Regions from separate parts of the Triticum aestivum genome. Here region 2 is linked to region 1. A link is a contact called in public Hi-C data. All regions are on one chromosome and are shown on one strand. Each heading gives the region's core, a stretch centred on a gene start, on an enhancer-like site or on the middle of the called end of the contact. The rest is flanking DNA. Distances are from core to core; before and after follow the strand shown.

Region 1 (2,550 bases), core at 27-2,526:
TTTTGTAAAATTAATAATATACAAACGTATTCAAAAATTCATGACAAATTCATAACATATTAAAAAATGTTTGTAAAATTCAATGATGTACGAAATTTCTAAAATTATTCTTATCTCAAACAAACTCGTACAATTTCTAAAATTCGAATTAAAAAATATTGGCGAAATGTAAAAAAATGTTCTTAATCTTTCAAAATAAAATTTAGCGTTCTTTCACAAAATTAAAAGGAAAAAAAGCGAGCTCTACATGACCCGAGCCGCAAAGAAGAATGAGAAGAAGCCCAAGAAAAGCAATCCACGGGACGCCACTGGGCTGGCCCAGTCGTGGCCTCCTATATGCGTCGGGTCCCTATTTGACGTAAAAGGCGCCATATAGGAGCTCTTCTCAAGCTCCATAAAAATGGGCACTCGAACAAAGATACTGTTGTAAAAACCACCAGTTGTGCACAAAAATGTTGAAATATTGTCAAAATATTCTTCTAAAGAATGGGTGAAATATTTTCTGGACGAAGATATACTAATAGCGCAATAAGTGCACCCAACCTTTTTCTATAACCACTAACCTAGTAAGTAGTGTATACTCATACTGGCCCTAAATATGTAAAGCTCTAAAGGAATGGGGTGGTAAGAATATGTGTGTCTATATTTTTTTTTCTAAAAAATGTCGATGCTTTGAAAACTGCTTTCTTAAACGCCCCCCCCCCCCTCTCCTCCCAATACAAATTCGGGCCCTACTTATTTGTCAAACTTGCCTATATTTCGTTCATAGCACCCTACTACCTCTATCCTGGTCTGTAAATTGGACCTAATATGACTTACATATCCGGATGAAGGAAGTAATCTTGCTAAAAGCAAATGTTTTTTCTGAGTTGGGAAGCAAATGTTGTTTTTGGACATAAGATTCACGCACATGATGCTGACGTTCGAGGTGTTTATCCGGCCGTGGGAAAGTGATAGCCGTGACACGTCTTAAAACAAACGATGCTCGCGAACCAGTCTGGCTGTATCCAATATCCAATCGACAGAGAACAAGTTCCGTGGCACCCAAGTCGCATTCCGAAGCCACGGGCCACGCACATCGCCTCACACAACCCACGCGCGTGGGCCGGAGGGTTTATGTGTGGGCTTGCGTCAGAAACCCCCAACGCCACGCACACTTTTCCCCAATCCCCACATCTCTCTCGCTCCCAGGCCTTCCCTGTCCGGAGACGCCTGAACCCCAGCTGCGGCGCGCGCACGCGTACGGACACTCGACCCCGGAGCCGGAGCGGGAGGCGCCGGCGGCGGAGATGGTCGACGGCGAGAAGGCCCCGGCCCCGGCCCTGCTGCAGCTGGAGACGCTGCTGGCGCTCGGCCTCGACCAGCGCACGGCCGAGAACGCGCTGGTCAATAGCAAGGTCACCGCCAACCTAGCCGCCGTCGTAGCCGAGGTAAGCAGCACCTCCTCTCGTTACCCGTGTAGTAGTCCCCGCGGCTAGGGTTTGATTTCTGCTCGTCCGATGCAAGTTGCGTCGGCTTACTCTGACCAAATCGGCGCCACCTATCTCTGGGAACCCCTACCATGTTTTGCCCCTTTTAACCATAGATCTGCGTATGAACAGGCTGGTATAACTGGATGCGACAAGTCCGTTGGGAATCTTCTGTACGCAGTAAGCAGCTGCACCAATTTCCCCAGCTGAATTTGAGAATTCTTATGCGTGTGACTTATGAGGGCGCACTTGTTCGTGAATGAAACAGGTTGCCACGAAATACCCAAATAATGCACTTGTCCATCGTCCCGCTCTCATTAACTACATCGTTTCGACGAAGGTATATATGTCTGCCGGCCTATTCATGTTTCAATCCAGTTTCAACACACAGTTTGCATTATCTGCTCTTTTCCGGGAGCTCAAGCGAAGAATTAGTTCTGTTTCAGTGCTTGTTTCTCCCTATGCCGTGGATCTGAAGTATTTTTTGCTATGTCACTTCAGATCAAGAACCCTGCACAGCTAGATGCTGCTCTGTCGTTTCTTACCAACACTGGTCCTGAATCTTTGGATATTGGGAAGTTTGAAGAAGCCTGTGGTGTAGGTATGTTTTCGTAATCAGAATATAGTTTTATGCTTCTGCAAATTATAAATCATGCCTGCACATTCACTGACTGTACACTAAAAATTTCTACCAGCGTGATTTTAGAATGTGGTTGTTTGGACGATAAAAGAATATTGAATTGGTGCACATTTTCTGCGATCGGACATGGAAGGGGCACCTTTTCTTGTCCAATCCTTCCAATTTATTGTAACACAATCTGTGACTGCAGGTGTGGTTGTTTCTATTGAAGAGATTCAGTCAACTGTTGCTGAGGTTCTAAAGGAAAACATGGAAGCTATATTAGAGCAGCGGTATCACATAAATGGTTTGGCTTCCAGTTCACTTTTATATTACTGAATTTTCTGATTTATTACTAGAGGGAAGAGAACTGGTCCTTGATCCTGCATTTCCTTCTCCCAGTTGGTGGCCTATGCGGACAGGTCAGGAAGCGGCACCCCTGGGGCGATGCTAAGGCAACAA
Region 2 (2,550 bases), core at 36-2,535, 140 kb before region 1:
TTGGTCACACGTCCGTCGGAGGCAGCGGCGGCATTACGCGTACGCACGCCGCGACAGAACAAAAGTGCAGTGACGCAGTGGCGCCTCGAGGGAGCACCCCGTGGCCGCGCTCGGCCGCCTCCCCTGAAACGCAAGAGAACGCCGGGATTTCGCGAGCTCTCCGGCGGCCGGCATTCTTATCGGTTCCAGGCAGCTACTAGTACGTGCCCGCGACGGGACCGGTCAACCTAGTCGATGGCCCGTCACAGCAACCGCTCAGCTAACCCTGTCCTGAGGACGAAAGAGGCAAGCCTGCCGTTGCGAATCATGGCAGTATGGTTCACACTTCACACTCACAGACACGCATCACGAGCTCTCTGCTTCACCACTCCGGGTAATTCCGGCCACGTCAACTCTCCGGGTAGCCGTTAATTACTCCATGCGAGGTCGTAATCGCCTTTAGGAAGACCGATGATGGGGTGACGCTGGTAGGGCCCACGTGACAGCCTCCTCGACCGACACCGTCAACCAATCGTCTCCACTACCTCCCCACGACGCGTCGAAGGGGAAAAATGGGAGAAGCTTCCCACGACGACGCCATCCATCCATCAGCCGGCTAGCTTGCTTTTGACTTATCGCCTCTGCTCCCCAGATCTACCCGCGCGCGCGCGGATCTAGCTCTCTCTACTCAAGCGACCAGATCAACGATGCGTGGGCGACTGATTTAGCTTAAGAATCACGGCGGCCGGCCGACCGGCCGCCGGCGGCGTGGTTGGTTGAGACGCTGAGGTGGGAGCACTAGTATATACCTGCATCATCATGATGGTGTTGTGGGGTTCGACGCCCCAGAGATCGTCGGCGGGGTAGGGGACGAGGTCCTCCTTGGGGAGCAGCAGGGGGCGCTCCAGGAACCGCACGTCCTCCAGGCTGCACTCCGCCACGGCCTCCGCGAAGTAGACGCCGTCGGCGGTGCAGCGGATGGCGGGGCACCCCTTCTCCGGCTGCTCCACGATGCGCCCGGCCAGCGGGTAGAAGAAGGCCAGCGCCTTGCCCAGCGCCTCGCGGATCACGGCGGGGGCCGCGTCGGCGCCGGACCGGAAGATGTGCATCGACTCCACCAGGCCACGGTGGGTCGGGTACCGGTCCACCCACGCCAGCGGCAGCGTGTGGTCGGGGGTCTCCGACGCCGGCTTCACCGCGCCCTCCGAGATCCGCGTCACCTTGAAGCTCGACGACGCCATGGCCGCTCTCGCTCTGCTCTGGGCTTCTGTGAGGTGTGTGGAGTTTTTCAGAACAAGGCTCTGAAGCTTGAGCTGGTTCCTTAAATGGAGTTTGGCTTGGTGCTCGGCAGTGGCTCGATGGTGTGTGGGGCCCGGCGAGGGTGGTGGGTGTGGGGTCGTGGAAGAGCGCTGGACTATTTGGCAGTGTACCGTGGGCGCTTTCAACGGCCGAGATCGGCTGTCCGATGGGGTGTTTGACGTACGGGTTTCGATAGCCGTTCAAACACACGTGCAAGGCGGCCGTTCTTACTTGCTCCCCAGCAGTGAAGAAAGCGAAGAAAACGTCTCTAGCAGCTCCCGGATCTCCTAATCTAGTTTGTGTTCTCCTCAATTCCAAGCTCGCACTTGGAAGTGACGATCTCCTTGGTCCTCCCCTGAATCGCGCATGGAAACTAACTAGTGCTCCCGAAGGCTACGTCTCGCCGCCACCGTCCACCGACATGCGGATAGACCCCCCCCCCCCTTCTTTTGACGCCCACATGTCGATCTGGCAGACTTGACTCGCCGTTGTCAGGATCCGACCACCACGAGCTTACCAACATCAAATCCAACGATCATGTGGGCTCGTCGTAGCAAGAATCTAGGAATATGTGTATGTGGTCAATGAGAAAACGTTAGTATGATTGTCGACACTAAGCAAGAAAAATGAATGGAAAAAAATGTATGTCATGAAAGGGGAAGGAGAAGAAGGTACAAGGAGTTGCCCTGCGATGACCACCGCCGACTACGACAACGATTCTTGTCGTCGTCGATAGTTGTCTTTGGTCAACACTACCTCTCCCACCTCGGTGCTCAATGGGTAAGAAGCACCCTAGTTGCTTTAAGGGTGATTTTTTGGGGCGCAAGTAGTCTTCTCTGGCCAACCATCCCCCCCTTCTATCTCGGCTCAAGGAGTAAAAAGCACCATGGTTGCTTTGGAGTGATGCCTTATTGGGGCTCCAAGTAGTCGTCTCTTGTCAACCCTCCATCCTTTTATCTCGACTCGACGAGTAACAAGCACCATGGTTTCTTTGGAGTGATGCCTGATTGGGGCTCGCAAGTAGTCGTCTCTGGCCAATCATCCCCCCTTCTACCTCGACTCGACGAGTAAAAAGCACCATGGTTGCTTTGGAGTGATGCCTTATTGGGGCTCGCAAGTAGTCGTCTCTGGCCAATCATCCTCCCTTCTACCTCGATTCGACGAGTAAAAAGCACCATGGTTGATTTGGAGTGATGCCTTATTAGGGCTCCAAGTAGTCGCCTCTTGTCAACCCTCTGTCCTTCTATCTTGGCTCGACGAGTAACAAGCACC

Evidence for each region. A called contact is a pair of places that touch in the nucleus more often than the background predicts.
Region 2: a contact with region 1 is called in a Hi-C map of leaf, with 3 times the contacts expected there. The contact joins the promoter of LOC123068954 here to the promoter of LOC123068952 in region 1. A contact is called at or near these places in 2 of 5 Hi-C or Micro-C datasets (both in leaf).

What each region holds. Positions count from the first base shown.
Region 1 is chr3B:126,467,628-126,470,177 of IWGSC CS RefSeq v2.1, reverse strand. LOC123068952 (glutamine--tRNA ligase) reads left to right here and starts at 1,276. Exons shown (of 22, transcript XM_044491659.1): 1 at 1,276-1,430; 2 at 1,602-1,649; 3 at 1,738-1,809; 4 at 1,971-2,070; 5 at 2,300-2,395; 6 at 2,491-2,550. The coding sequence starts at 1,290.
Region 2 is chr3B:126,612,042-126,614,591 of IWGSC CS RefSeq v2.1, reverse strand. LOC123068954 (acyl transferase 9) reads right to left here and starts at 1,285. Exons shown (of 2, transcript XM_044491660.1): 1 at 789-1,285. The coding sequence starts at 1,220.